Linked DNA regions of Xenopus laevis: region 2 is linked to region 1. A link is a contact called in public Hi-C data. All regions are on one chromosome and are shown on one strand. The core of a region is the stretch at or near the end of the contact, and the rest is flanking DNA. Distances in the headings are between cores, read along the strand shown. Region 1 holds the start of ahnak.L (neuroblast differentiation-associated protein AHNAK). Region 2 overlaps LOC108713920 (a long non-coding RNA gene).

Region 1 (3,152 bases), core at 235-2,734:
AAGATCATTTTTACCGGTCAGGCTGGTAAAATACTGACCAGGTGGCAACCATACGGACGGGTGCAGGTTGAGCTCTTCTCCTGCTCTCCCCGCCCCTTCTTCTTTTATAGATGCCCAGCCTGCTCACCCCCCCCCCTTTTGTGACATCATCAGTGGGGCGGTCTATAAAGGGAACCCAGAAGTCGCGCTCTGGGACTATCTGAAATGATTCTGCTGTAAGGCCCATGAACTTTTAGTAAGTGTAGCTGCCAAACTGCACCCACCATAATGTCCATAAAGAGACAAGTTCTAAGGACATGGACACGTGCGTTTTTACGGTGGGGTTTTTAAAAAGACCGACTGCCGCATAAATATGCTAAACCAGGCGTCCCCAACCTTTGTAAAAATTATAAAAAGAGTTGGGGAGCAACACAAGCATGAAAAAATCCCTTGGGGTGCCAAATAAGGTCTGTAATTGGTTATTTGGTAGCCCCTATGTAGACTGGCAGCCTACAGGAGACTCTACTTGGCACTATACTTAGTTTTTATGCAATTAAAACTTGCTTTTCCAAGCTTGGAATTCAAAAATAAGCACCTGTTTTGAGGACACCGAGAGCAACATCCATGGGTTGGAAAGCAACATGTTGCTCATGAGCTACTGGTTGGGGATCACTGTGCTAAATAGGGATGCACTGAAACCACTATTTTGGATTCGGCCAAACCCCTGAATCCTCGGCGAAGGATTTGGCCGAATACCGAACCAAACCCTAATTTCCATATGCAAATTAGGGGTGGGAAGGGGAAAACATTTTTTACTTCCTTGTTTTGTGACAAAAAAGTAACGCAATTTCCTTCCCCACCCCTAATTTGCATATGTAAATTAGGATTTGGTTCAGCCGGGCAGAAGGATTCGGCCGAATCCGAATCCTGCTGAAAAGGGCCGAATCCCGAACCAAATCCTGGATTTGGTGCATCCCTAGTGCTAAACCATGGGCGCCATTGCCTAAGCGTGAAAACGCATTATCCTGGTCTCACGTGGTGTCTGACAGGATAATTCCATCAGTGATTTTGCACTTTTGCGCTGTTTCTGCCTCGCACATTGACCGATATTGGATTCGATTTTCTTTTGTAGGGCCCTGGCCACCAATTTTTTTTTAAACTGGGGGGAGCTGGCCATCTATGGGGTTTTTACTTGTAGGGGCCACCAATTGGGGTTTTCAACTTCTAGGGGGGCAATGGCCACCAATGGCTTCTTTTAACTTGTAAGAAAAAATTCTCATACGCCCTGCTTATTCTGATGGTGGCCCTGCATATTTCCCATCGTATTAACGCAGAATTGTGGGAAGCAGCACAGGTAGATGAGTGCACAAGCTCGGGCCCCAGGGATACAAATATGTGCGCACATGGGGCCCTGTGTAGAAATAAGTGCGTCCATGGACACATCGCACTGAGAGCAACAGCAGCAGCAGCACACGCCTAGCCCGGGGCAGGGCAGGCTCAACCTCCTCTCCAGGATTGGGAGACGGACACACCCAGTAGGGTTAGCTCTGCCTGTATAGGAGCCCTGCCCTGCCTGAGCTGATCACTTAGCTCTGCTATCCCAGGCAGAACAGAGCCACTGGCTCCTGCACATGTAGCGCCAGCTCAAGAGACCCAGGTAATAACCCATTTCCTATACCCAGTCTATATCATGTGCTGTTGCTTTGTCTCCTACTGAAGGCGCAATTATCTCAGGATGTGACCCCAGAGTTTGGGACGCGTAGAACTTTCCTTGTGTATGTGTATACTTTCTGCATCCCGTGGGTGTGGATGGTCGGGAACAATTTTATCGGGGGGGCGACTTTTTTTTTGCTACTTGTGAAATCGTTTTATTACTGATGTAACATTGTTTATAGTGCAGCATTTTGGGAGGAAAGTAATAGTTGCACTGAGAGACTTCTTTTTAAACTGCTTTGGGACGTACCCATCATATTGCCTCTCCCTGTAGAGAGTTCCCTATTGGATCTACTTTTATTTCTATATTCTGTGCATATTGTCTATATGTAAATCATTTATTGTAGTTTATGGCTTGCTGGTCTGTGTGTGCTGCAGTATATTGCGTTCCTTCAGACTGTTTGCTCTGTGGACTCTACCTGCTTTTATTGTTCAATTGCATTGTCCCTCAGCTCAGAGTTATGTGCCTACCAACAATACTGCTGGGAGTCATGCTGGTAAAGTTATGGCATGAATACTCCCAGCAGCGCTGTGTGCAGGCAGACTCTCCCTTTTTGCTTTATTGGTAATGTTTGCTTTGGATGGATTTCCCTGACTGTTACAACACAGGTCTGAGTTTCAGGGCACCACACCCTCCCCTGCTGGAGATTTTGGGAGTGGAGGAAGGAGGAGGCAATAGAGAACTAGGGTGGGGAGGATAAACAGCATCGGGAGGGAGAGAGACCCTCGGTGAAGGAGAAACTTTGTCCAACCTATGGCTGTTGTTGAACTGTATACAACGTCCATCACCCCAGACAATTCTCGTCTTGGGGGTCGGTGGGAGTTGTAAAGCAACTTGGGCAAGGAAGTTTTGTTATAATTGTCCTATTATAAGGGCTGTCCCCTCCTTACAGCTAGGGTTTCTGGAAAAAAAATGACCGGCCTTCCTATATATTTAACTTTTTTCCCTATTAATAAAATTGGGATCAGCCATAATTTTTACCGGCCAGGTGGCAACCCTACTTACAGCTATTATCTGCAGTACTACTCTAGATGCTCATGTGCTACCTGCGTAGCAGGAGGAGGTCTGTCTAGGCACTGCTGCGTGTGATTCAGTCAGGACCCTTGCCAATTGATAACATCAGAAGTAGTGACAAGAAGATAGAGAATTTTGGTGGCTATTTAACAAACCCCCAAACTTTACTACATTTTCAGTAGTTCTTGAATTGTTTGGTAAGGAGCAATAGATTTTGTTCCCTGATCTATAGGCATATGGTGTGCAACCCATGGGTCAGACTTGCAGGAATGACCACATAGACATTGTATGGAAATTCCACACCTTGATCTTGGGGCTTAAAAATTGCTTTGTTGGGATCAGATACTTGACAAACTTGTTTAGGAGAAACAGTCTGAGCCCACAGAATGGCTGATCTAATGAAACCCCCAAGTGCCACTAGGCTTGCTGAGCTTTCCTACATTTT
Region 2 (3,152 bases), core at 295-2,794, 76 kb before region 1:
AAGGGGTGGTTCTCTTTTAAGTACACTTTTCGTATGTTATTATAATATCACTCTCTACATCATACTAAAAGTTAAATTAAAGGTGAAGAAAACCCTTTAAGGGCTCATATTAATGGGCATTTTGCCCTGCGTTCCCCTGTGGCCAGGTTTCCTGTGCTTGAACGTAGCACTATAGGGAAATACAGGCTGCGTTTCATTCTGCACTACCCTGTGGCAGAACGCAGGGCAAAATACCGACCAGTATGAGCCTAGAGGAAAATTCAGAAATCCCATCAATGATAGATGCATTTTGTGCACTTCCTTTGTCAGTAATCACATCCCACTTTATTTCCCATATATTTTCCTTCCTTTTGAGCCTTGTCTACTTATCCAGATCATGCAGAGTTATGCCCAACCACGCCCAGATGTGTCTCAAATAATCCTAAAGATTTCATTTAAGCTTTTTGAGAAACTAGTTGTTGCCAGATCTTGTGGCTGCTGGAAAGTCCAGGTATGTAGACAACCCAATTTACACACAGGTTAAAATACATCAAAAACAGATCATAGGGTAGGGGATAATAAGAAGATTTTGTTGGAGGGTCTAATACCTTGTACCTAAATCAGTGGCATAACTAGATATTACGAGGCCCAACAGCAAATTAATTTTCGGGCCCCCAAAATGTCTAAAGGTTGACTTGCTTTACAATTTTTATTGAAATTGTATATGAATAAGGGCCTCATGGGACCCGTATACCTCCAGTCCCCCCCTCAGGGCAGGAAGCATAATGGCTCTAGAGGGAGGCTGTTTGAGTCTCTGTGTACTTGAAATGTCAGAGTCTTTTTTGAATCCCAGTCCAGGCCTGCTTGTGTCCTTGCCCTTACAGATTTATATAGACTACTTACTCCACTGAGGACAATGAAACCAATATCTAGGCAGCTACAAAGTAGCAGCTCAAAATCTCTGTATTTGTTTCACACATGAGGTGGAATGCCAAGTTCTACCCCACCTTCTTCCTCTGGTATTTTGTATCATTCCACTACAGCAGGCACACACACTTACACACAAAGCACTATATCAGTTAACCTTAATGTGCAAGCCATGGAGCTGAAAACACAGTCCTTTTATCTCCTGCCCCTTCCCCCTCTGCCTGCAGGTTGGAATGAGAAAGGAACATTCTGCAGAAGTTTGGCATTCCTTCCTGAGGATTCACTTCCCCAACATTCTCCTGGGCTCACCTTCTTTCACCTACCTGCCTCATCTGTCCAACTGAATATCTACAGACCCAGAACAACTACAATGAGTAAAGATCGCTGGGTGATTGTTATTTATTTAATCAAAGAACTGGAAGGCAGATTTGTATGAGATTTTGTGAGCCAGACCTTATCTGTCCCACAGGATCTTGTCATGAAACAGCACAAGATTTGGTGGGATGTATCATATCTGATCCTACATGCTGTTATGTCAATCTGATCAGATAAAGTCATATAGTATTGTTGTTGAAACAATACAAGGCTGACTTCTGCTACATTGTTCCGAAAAACATTTTCAGCAATGCAGGAAGGGACAGATAGATACAGCTTTCAATTGCAATAAAATGTATCGCTGATAAATGTTGCTCAGAATAACAGTTTTCTTTTTGGATTAACATCCCCTTTAAACTTTAAGGAATCTGTCATGGTGGCTTGAAAAACTGATGTTTTCCCTTTAGGAGTGGCAAAACTGCTAAAGGTGCTGTGTGCATAGAACTGACAGTTGCCATATTGTACATAGGTGGCGCTCACATATAACTTCTTATTTCAACAACCTACGTGCCCTCAGGGCTTCAGGCTCATTGGATATGTTATTGTGTTCACATTAATGTCATGGAAACATTAGCCTAATTCAGTTAAAGAACTATATTTACCGGAGTGGTTTATGGTATTTACTGCAATTTGTGAACAGTACAAGGCATTAGGGAGAAGGCGTGGCTCAGTAAATTGGTCAGCAACTATGGCACTGGATTCCCATTCAAGAAAACCTGACTTCAGTGAATGAGTTAACCTGTAGGACAAGTCTCATCTACTCCCTGTGTCTCAGGAGCCAAAGGCTAGACTGCAAGTTCTGTGGAATGGAGTCATATTTTGCAGTATTGGAATAGTTTGCATGCTCTGCTGTGTTGCAAAGAAGAAGCAACAGCATGATGTGATGGTGGAAGTTGCAATTCCGCCATAGCTGATGCCTATCTCTACTACATAATAAGTAATAAGTACATAGTCTTTAAAATACTTTAAAGGGGAACTCCACCCAATACCTGCATAATTAAAGAAAATGTCATTCTAAGAAACTTTCCAATTTACATTCAAAACATTACAAAATGTCAATGGGTTTGAAGTTGTTGATTTGCAATTGAAAGCAGTATTTGTTTATCCCTTTCTTTCTTCTCTTGCTGTGACGCTTGAAACAATGCTGCTCCAGGTCTGATAATCAGCTGGTTTCTGCTGCACTGATCAGGAGTCAGAACCAAGAATCTAAACAGACAGACAGATATTGTTCTAAATAGCCATCACATTTACAAACAACTGAAAAAAGGCACCAAAAATGTTTAACTAACGTATTGGAAAGTTGCTTATAATTGTGTTTTCTTTGTAGCTGAAAACAAACAGTTTTTGGGTGGAGTTCACCTTTAAGGACATGTTTGGTTTCATATTGCTGAAGGAGAGGCTGCAACTTGGGGTGAGGAGCAGCCCCAGACTCCCCAGTGCAAAATTTACCACCGCAAAATACTTGTTGCTAAATATGGTAGTGTAGCAGAGAAGAAGGGTACCTTTTTCTCTTTCAGCTGAGGTCCTGTGCCTAGGACAATACCAGACCGAAATACAACCATGGCTAATCAATTATATTTAATTATAAATTATTATATTTGGAAAAGTGTTTGATTTGCAAAGTCCTATCACTGATAATTCTATAGTGGAAAGTGACAAAGCCCTGGGTTAAGGTCCACATCTGCATGTTGATGTAGTCCTCAATCTGACCACCGGCATTACAGCAATTATGATCTGATAATTTAGTCCTTGGCCCTCAAGATGATCTGCTCATTTGGCAACCTCACCAAATGTTCAGCTCTTATAAGGTATGGGCAGCACAAGATATAGGGGCAATGATATACAGTACAATTATTAAGCCTGAATGTGTG

The links. A called contact is a pair of places that touch in the nucleus more often than the background predicts.
Region 2: a Hi-C map of the XL177 cell line shows a contact between it and region 1, with 4 times the contacts expected there. The contact joins the enhancer-like site here to the promoter of ahnak.L in region 1. A contact is called at or near these places in 3 of 4 Hi-C or Micro-C datasets (the XL177 cell line, the XTC cell line and animal cap).

What each region holds. Positions count from the first base shown.
Region 1 is chr4L:27,822,597-27,825,748 of Xenopus_laevis_v10.1, reverse strand. It overlaps ahnak.L (neuroblast differentiation-associated protein AHNAK), which reads left to right and starts at 1,484. Exons shown (of 6, transcript XM_041590012.1): 1 at 1,484-1,636.
Region 2 is chr4L:27,899,048-27,902,199 of Xenopus_laevis_v10.1, reverse strand. The region is part of intron 3 of LOC108713920 (a long non-coding RNA gene); the gene reads right to left. Among protein-coding and RNA genes, the nearest start is that of eef1g.L, 29 kb to the left of the region's middle. Within about 2 kb of position 1,544, at least 4 of the 7 cell types and tissues checked have an H3K27ac peak or open chromatin away from gene starts, as enhancers often do.